Linked DNA regions of Mus musculus: region 2 is linked to region 1. Evidence: chromatin contacts called from public Hi-C data. All regions are on one chromosome and are shown on one strand. The core of a region is the stretch at or near the end of the contact, and the rest is flanking DNA. Distances in the headings are between cores, read along the strand shown. Region 1 overlaps Kdm4b (lysine (K)-specific demethylase 4B). Region 2 holds the start of Shd (src homology 2 domain-containing transforming protein D).

Region 1 (4,364 bases), core at 1,427-3,926:
TGGGTGAGACAAAGGTCAGGTTCTTCCAGTACTTGCGCTCCAAGTCATCGAAGTCCTGATGGCGTGGGGTACAGTACCTGTAAACAGTGCAGTGGTTCGGGTTAGGTTCTGGGCAGTATAATACCCTCTAGGAGCCTCAGAACCCAACTCCAGAAACAAGGCTAGATGTACAAGGAGGGGCATAGAGCTTTGGAAACCAGGGGCAGCTGGAGCTGAGAGCATGGGGACCATGTGTCTGTGCATGCTGTGACTGTAAGCCACAAGATGCACGGAAGCAGGAAGAGGTTTCCAGGAAGCATGGGGGGACCTCCCCTGAAGGGCCACCTTCAGGCCACATACTGGGATGAGGGAAGCCCCCTAGGGACAGAGACAGGGACAAGGTAAGGGTCAAGCTGGGCCTCTGGAAAGTGAGAAGCCTGAGCAGCAGAGAGACTGCTCTCACCCACATACTTTTCACTATTGGCTAGGCGGCGGTACTCCCCCACAGTCATGGCCTTCTTCTGGATGTTGTACTGTGTGAAAAGCCCCGACTGGCCCGTCACCACCTGCTGAATAGGCGCTGGGATGACCACATCGTCGATGTCATCATACGTCTGCCGTGGCTTCCACTCCTTGGGTGGAATGATCTGCGGGGCCAAGAACGGTGTAGGTGATAGAGCTCCCAAGGGTAGGGGATCCCAGGTCCCCAATTATTTAAGTGCTCCAGGCTAGTGCTGCAGTACAGGCACCACACAACCATGACAAGACAGCTGTGACAAACAAGGGGCAGTTGGGTCCCACTGCAGCAGGCACACACACACACACACACTCACACTCACACATACACACACACATACATGCTCACATTCTTACAGATACCCACACATAAACACACAGACTCAGATTCTTATACTCACACACATATTCTTACACAGACACACCATACACATACATATACACATTCTTACACAGATAGCCACCCACACATTCACATTCTTATAGACATGCACGCATACACACACACAAATACACCATAGCGCGAACACACATACACACACGCACGCACGCACGCACGCACGTACGTACACACACCAGTCAAGGCTGATGAGCCTATGCCCTTGGCTCATACACGGCTCGGCTCATACGGCAGAGCACGGGCCACAGATGCTTGTGGTGTCTGTCCATCTGCCCTCAGAAGGTAGGAAGAGGTGTGTGCTCATGCTGTGCTGTGTGTGCCTAGGGCTCAGATGAAGTCAGCCTCCCCAGCATTCTCTCCCATGGATTAACATAGGTCCACAAGGTTACAGGGAACCTGAGCCACAACTTAGTATGACAGCTCCATTCAGACAGGCAGGCAAAACAGTAGAATGCAAAGTTTAGGCAGAGTCGCAGGGCCCCAAGAACAAGGTACTTAACCTCTGCCACTCCATCAATAATTAAAAGTGTCTCCTGGCACCACCACCCCTAGGCATCAGGTCCCCTTCCAACCCTAGCCCTCCAAAAGCTTTGTCCCTCATAGCAGCAGGTTCTGTGTCCCACCCAAGCTAGGCCACTCCCTAGAGTCAGGAACACAACATGTGCCCTGATTTGGTCTAGGAACCCTGGGCTTGTTCAGAGGGCTCCACTTGTGCACAGGAGCCAACTGTTTGAAACCTGGACTCCATCAGCTATTCTTAGAGCCCTGGATCAGGAGGGCAAATCCAACCTGTCTGAGCCAGCCCAAGCCACAGCCACAAAACCAGTGTCTGCCTCCATGTTTAAGAAGGTCGGGGAGGCAGTGCCACAGTGTCTGGGCACAAAGGAGCTTGGGAGTGGCATGACGCACCTTGGCCAGGCCAGCACGGTGGGCACCCTGCGACTCAATGTACGCCACATATCTGTTGAAGTCCCTGAATTCATCCATGGTGGGGCGGAAAGTCATGATCTTACAGCTGGGGTTCTGGGCGCTGTGGTCCTCGGACCCCATGGTTGCAGCAAAGTGGAGCTACACCTGTGAGGAGATAAGAGCAGTCAGCATAGCCCTGCCATCACCACCTCCAAGCCTCCCTTGGAGGCAACGAAATACCCACAGCTCCTGAGGGCAACAGCAGGCAGCCGTGCCAGGCCAGCAAACCACAAAGCCCCATACTCCCACCAGTCAAAAGCCAAGGTGACACCGGTTGAGTAAACACATAGGAACCCTCCTTCTAAAGCTGACGGGGTCCCAGAAGCTGTGTATTTTCCAATCAGAGGCCCCCTGGAGCCCAGCACTGTTCTCAGCAGGGACCTTCCCATGCAGACCTTGTAGCCTTAGGTCACCACGTCACCCAGGAGCCCTGTGCACATGTGAGAGCACACTGGGCTTGTTCAGAGGGCTCCACTTGTGCACAGGAGCCAACTGTTTGAAACCTGGACTCCATCAGCTATTCTTAGAGCCCTGGATCAGGAGGGCAAATCCAACCTGTCTGAGCCAGCCCAAGCCACAGCTAACATCAACTTACCTGTGCTGGCCTCCTACCTGCCCCTTGTAAAGGGATCTTCTCAGCCAGGTGCCTTCTCCTCACTGGGCAATCATATGGCCTGCAGCCCAGGGTCCAGAAAGGGTTGTGGAGTCCCATCCTCCTAGAGAACTGCCCCCCCACACACACACACACATACACACAGGCCCCAAAGTGGGAGTAGAGAATAGCTCCTATGCATTTCCCAAAGTGTCCACCAAGTGGCAGCACATGCCCATAAATGGAGTAGAGGGCTTGATTACAGCCGTGAGCTAGGCCACCAGTTGGTGTCTGAGCACCCAAAGGCCACAGTCCTTCAGGGCTCTGGAGAGGAATAAGGCTGCGTGCATCACCTGGGTGTCCTGAGGGTCTACTAGACATAGCCCTCAGAGCTCACAGGAGCACAGGGTTTACAGAGGGGGACTGCCAGACATTGTCCTCCAGTACACAAGGGGAAGGCCCTAACCACATAACTAGAAGCTATCCTGCTAGACAACTGACCCCACCAGCAGGTCTCAGGACTGCCACTGCTCCCCAGCAGCCCCACACTAATTGCTGAGCTCACCTGCCACCTCCTAGATGTAGAGGGTGAGAGCTAGGGAAGGATGATGTAGAAGGCACAGCACCTCCTCAGGGGCCCCAGCAGCCTCAGTGTTAGAATGGGCAGGTGGGAGGCACATGGAAGGGCCCAGGACCACTAACTCCTCTCAGCCCTGACCATGGCCCTCCTCCGCTGCCTCACAGGCCACACGAAATGGTGGAGCAGAGTTTCTTCTATGAGCTGAGTCCTGTGCCACAGAGCTGTTCCAGAGCCGGACCACTGGGAACCAATGGCCTGTCTCTCTACCTCGTGGGATAAGGGTGCCTGCACCCACCATTTCCCTTTCACACAGGTTCTCTCCTTCATGATGACTTTGGTCTCCCACCTGCCTGCCTGTCTCTTACTCAAGTCCAATATGGTCGGGGAAAAGGCCCAGGCTGCCACCAGGGTGCTGTGTGGGCACCTGTGACGGGGGATGAGACCTGAGAGCTGTGTCCCATCAAGGGGCCACTTCAGCCCCCACACTGGGTGCTAGTGATAGTGGGGCACAGACAGAGCACCACACTGGTACACAAAATGCAGCTAACCTCCTGCTGGCCACATGAAGGCTCACCAGAAAGAGGGCTAGGACATAGCAGGCAGCACTGCCCAAACATGCAGAGGTCGGAAGGCAACCTGCAGTTGTCAGCTCTCTCCTTCCACAAGTGTGACCCAGGGTTAAACCTCGGAGTTGTCATGCTTGGCAGCAGGTGACTTTACCTGACGAGGACTTGGGATCCTGAAGGTCCCAGCTGCAGATTATCAGCAGAGAATGAGGCCCACACTGACCCCTCTGGCTATCCTGAGAGGCATAGCAGAGGTGTGGACCAGGACTAGTAGAGACAAATATCACTCCCTCCAGAAGAAAAGGACCCTTGGGATAGGAGAAGGGATCAGCCAGAGCTCTCTGGGGCATGCATCACAAGAGATGCAGGGAGATAAGGCTCAAGTCCTAAGAGAAGCTGGACAGGCTGGCAGGTGCAGTGGCCCAGGTCCCCAGGAGAGCCAGGCAGGCCAGGTGCTTTCCACCACAGATGCACCATGAACTTGGGCACCATCTGAGAATCTCCATCTATCTATAGCAACGAGTTACAGCTGCCACTGACATGGGGTACACAAAAGCCCGCAGGACACAGGCGTGCCCATTATCTGCTATGGGCCCAGCACAATGGATTCTAGGTGCCACTCACCTTGAGGCCCTGGGCTAGGCAGGGCTAGTAGCCTCCTACCCAGCCTCAGATTGTATGTGCTGGGCACTGGGGGAAGAGGACAGCCAGCCACCACCTGCTAGCCAGCAAACAGGAAACTCACTGTCTCCACTTAGTGGC
Region 2 (4,306 bases), core at 397-2,896, 380 kb after region 1:
TTTCTGATGGTTTTAGGCAACCCCTGTGAAAGGGTCATTCGACCTTAAAGGGGTCTCAGCCTTCGGTAAAACCAAGCAGGGCATGCACCAGGTCCAGCTTCCATCAGGCACAGCATAAACAGTGACTGTGACACATGCCTGTCATCCTGTGACACACACTTCAGAAGTACAGGCAGCAGGAGGATCAGGAGTTCAAACTCATTGTAGCTAGTTTTAGGTCAGCCTGGGCAATGTTGGACCAGGTCTCACACAAACCAAAAACAACACCTACCCTCTGTCTCCCTGAAGGGAGAATGGGCCGAGGGGGATAATGGCTAGCCCAGAAGATCTTGGACTCCCCAGGGGGCGGGGGATGAGGTGGGGAACCCAGGGTGATAGGGACAGAACACCCGTCCAGGTCCTCCACGCACCTCTTCCCCCGGGCTCCCCAGCAGAGCCTTGGCTCTGGCCATGTCTGCAGCCTCCACCTTGATCAGCCGGTGCCTAGGAGAGTTGTACTTGGGGTCACCGGACCCGGTGACCTCTGGCTCAGCGCGGCCATTGGAATCCTCATAGGGGTCCTCGAAGTCCAGGTCCTTCTGTTCGCGGTAGGCCCGCAGGATGTCGCTCTCGGTGTAGTCGGGGGTGGGCGGCTGCGGAGGCGGCCTCCGGCTGCCCAAGTTCAGATAGTCTCGGAGCCACTTGGCCATTGGTGCCCCCAAAATATGCTGGTGTCAAACAAGGACCTTCATGCCTAGCTCTGCAGCTCGTCCTGGGGCTGGGGGGAGGAAGGAGGGGAGAGAAGAGGAGGGGGAGACAAAAGGGGGGAGGAAGAAGGGAGAAGAGAGAAGAGGAAGAGGACAGGAAGATTGGAGGTCAGAAGTCCTTGGCTGGGCTCAGAGCAGAGGGGGCAGCAGGTGGCGACCCTGGTGCTGCAGGCCAAGGGTCTGCGGGAACTGCGAACTTTAGGGTCCGTGTTGCAGGTGTGATGTCAACAGGGCTGTTTCACATTACCCCTTCAGCTCCATGCATAAAGTTGTCAGAGGCTGAGCCACTCCAGAGGGTCGTACTCCCTGTGGGGCTGCTGTCCGATCCCGCGAGCCCCACCAGTCCGAATTACCCAGATTTCTTGACCCCTGATCCTTCACACCCCGCCCCCGTCACACCTCCAATCCTTTATCTCCATCCCTTAATCTCTGAATCCTTTAATTCCATCTCCAGTATTCCTTAATCTCCAGACCCCTCCATTTCCTTTAACCTCCCGGTCCCCTAACTCCTGCTCCACACCGCCCCCTCAATCCCTTAACCTCCCCTATCCCTTAACCGCCTGCAGCCGCCGCCACTGCACAACAAAAGGGACTTAAACCACTGAGTCCAGGCCCGGGTTCTCAGGGCCACCGGAGGGGCGAGAACACCCGCGTCCCATTGGGTCCCGCCTTGCGGACAGACCTGCAGACCTCAGACCTTCTGTGGCTCCGGGGTGGAGACAGCAGGACTCGGACCCTGGAGGATCCCGGAGGACGAGACCACCGGCGTGGGGACCGAGTTGCCCTTGGGACCAGGGCCGGGCAGGGATTGGGCGAGAGGCCCGAGCATCGCGCAGGGTCGCGGCTGGAGGTGGCGCAGGGCGGGAGGCGTCGTCCGTCACCGCTGCGTCCGTCCGTCGCTTTGTGCCGGGCGAGGGGGAGGGGTGGGAGGCGTCGGCAGCTGCGGGTCCGCGAGCGGAGGGAGGGAGGTGGGCTCAGACCTCAAGGGCTGCAGATGGAGCTAGGAGGTCGAACCCCAAGGAGAGACAGGCGGGCAGTAGTCAGCCAGAGTGACCCAAAAGCCATGGCCAACTGTCTGTCCGCCTTAGTCTCCCCAACTGGTAATCGGTGCAGGAGGCATTGACAGCAAGAGTTACTGCTAAGGGTCTCATGTAGCCCAGGCTGGCCTCCAACTCACTTGCAGCAAAGGATGACCTCGAACTCCTGATCCTCCTGCCTCAGTCTCCCAGCATTTAGGGATGACACTCCAGGCTTTGTGCATACTAGCAAGCGCCCTACCGACTGAGACGTTGAGGTTGGCGAAACTGAGGCATAGAAAGGCTTTGTGTGTGGAGCGAAACTCAAGCCACCCATCTGACCATTTGTGCCTGGACATCTCTAGGATGGCACTGGTGGCTCACAGAGAGAGCGGTCATCCTCTTGTCCACTGTGAGCTCTGTTTTCCAGGCAGAGAAACTGAGGCCTAGAGCCAGCACGGCATCTGGAGTAGGCTAAGTCCCCCTAACCACCCACTCCTATCTCTGTCAGGCAGCGTCCCCAGGGGTCACCAGATCCTGTGTGTGCTGGTGTAGTCAAGAGCTTTCTCGCATGGAGCCTGTACGTGGCAGGAATAGCAATCAGGGGGCCTGAGGCAGAATCAAACGGCACTTGACTTTCTGTCGCCTCAGAGCCTCCATTGGGGCGCGGGCGCCTGTGTGTGTGTGTGTGTGTGTGTGTGTGTGTGTGTGTGTGTGTATGTTAGCGCGCCTGCGCGTGTAAGAACAGAAAAAGCCAGAGCAGTAAACTCTTCTGATAGCGGGGAGGAGGATCATGGCAACTACCTTGGGAAAACCTTCTGGATGACTTGGAAGATGGGACGGGGGTCAGTCTGTATCACACTGACTCCGGATTATAATTCACATGCTCTATCCCTGTCGCATTTAGAAGTACAACCCAAAGGCTGGGGGCAGCTGAGAGGGTAGTGTTGGCCCCCAGCATCTTAAACCCAAATGAAAGCACAGGGAAAACATGCATGAGTGGGTTGTATAGCCTATGAAGGCCATGTAATCTGCTATACTGCAGTTCCAGAACAATCCACTTCCCTGTGCCTCTGCCAGTCCCCATGAACTAGTCCTGTCTCTGCCTCGGCCTGCTTTGGATAGTCCCCCACGGAGTCTCAGACTCCATGTACCCTGTTGGTGGCATGGGACAGAACCCTGTTCTTGTTCAGGAACAGTGTGACTGTTCCATCCTGAGGCACACACGGGGCGACTGGGGCCTCAGGGAACAGCAGGATAAGAATCGATGCCCCTCAAATCCGGGAGGGTAAGTGTACCAAAGCAGGGGGACAGAAGGGGAGGTCTTTAAGGCTGGCAGCCATACCTTTAGGCTACATAGTGAGGCCCACTCAAAAACCCAAAATCCAGGCATGTATATGTAGGGGACCAAAACACTCTGGCTGATAGGGAGGCGGGTCTTGCCTAATTGTGGTCTGGTGGCAGATGCAGGGCTTGCCTTGGGAAGCCTGCAGTCTGGAGGGTGCTGTAGGAAGGCTCCTGGCTTGAGGGAGGCATCAGGACCTTGCCTTTCCTGGTTCCCAGCCTGATGGAAGGAAGTACACATTTGGTTTTCTGAGCTCATAGTCTGAAGGAAGAGGCAAGTCACTGACTTTCAGGATCCCCAGTCTGGGGGTGAGGTCCAGCTGCTTCAGTCTGCTGGAGGAACAGTGGCATCTGGGACAAAAAGACCTCACGGATGCCATTGTAGCATGCCACCCCGCCCCTTGCCATGTAGCTTTGTCACTCTGCAGGGACCAGGCTTGTGACCAGCAAGCAGGAAGAGGGCTATGGGGGAGCTGGTACAGCCAGCATCTGAATGCCCTGGGCAGGTGGTGGTTCCCTTTGCCAGGGGTCCCCAGGGAGCTGACAGAAGTGACAGATTAGACCTGACAACTTCTGAGGACATGATGACAGCTACAGAGCTGAGTGAGTGGAGGTCAGCAGGACGGGGACCAGCCAGACGCCAGGATGTCCCTGATCTTGGCTTGGGAAGCCCCACCCCCAACACGGGCTGTGAGAAGGAAGAGTCCCCAGGGGAAAGCAGACTCCAACACGAACATTTCCGGTTTAAGATCAGTTTGGTGGTTCAGTCTCTGATCCCAGCACTGGTGAGGCGAGAGTGTGGCTACATACGCCTGCTTCTCTACCTCCACACTGTGCCTGGCTCACTTCTTTCTACAGAACAGATTCAGCCTCAACATTGCTTCCTTACAGTATCAGAACACAGACTGATGTAATCCCAAATTCTGCATGAAGGCCATGCTGAGAGGCCAGGCGCAGGGGTGTATGGCAGAAATCCGAGGTGTTAACCCTGGGGTAGCCCCTGCAGCCAGGCAGGTTCTCAACTGACTTTCTATTCTTTCTTCTTGTTTTGTTTAAACAGCACGACTGTGTTGCATTCGGATGGAGCCCCAGGCCTTGTGTATTGTTGGGAGATGGTGCTAGGGAGATAGGGTCCCTGCCCCCCCCCCCCAAGTCAGACTGTGTTCTGATCTGTGGCAGGAAGGGACCGGCCAACAGGCT

Evidence for each region. Hi-C and Micro-C count contacts between places; a contact is called where the count stands out from the background.
Region 2: a Hi-C map of B cells shows a contact between it and region 1, with 5 times the contacts expected there. The contact joins the promoter of Shd here to the enhancer-like site in region 1. A contact is called at or near these places in 3 of 484 Hi-C or Micro-C datasets (B cells, cerebral cortex and rod photoreceptor) and 2 of 9 other capture datasets (adipose tissue and liver).

What each region holds. Positions count from the first base shown.
Region 1 is chr17:56,349,238-56,353,601 of GRCm38.p6, reverse strand. Kdm4b (lysine (K)-specific demethylase 4B) reads right to left here. Exons shown (of 23, transcript NM_172132.3): 2 at 1,805-1,969; 3 at 451-626; 4 at 1-77. The coding sequence starts at 1,945. Among named protein-coding and RNA genes, the nearest start is that of Kdm4b, 25 kb to the right of the region's middle. Within about 2 kb of position 2,676, at least 18 of the 459 cell types and tissues checked have an H3K27ac peak or open chromatin away from gene starts, as enhancers often do. A contact at or near this core is called in B cells, where this site is marked.
Region 2 is chr17:55,967,822-55,972,127 of GRCm38.p6, reverse strand. It overlaps Shd (src homology 2 domain-containing transforming protein D), which reads right to left and starts at 1,646. Exons shown (of 7, transcript NM_009168.2): 1 at 1,429-1,646; 2 at 411-757. The coding sequence starts at 689. It overlaps Yju2 (YJU2 splicing factor), which reads right to left. Exons shown (of 8, transcript NM_028381.3): 8 at 4,177-4,306.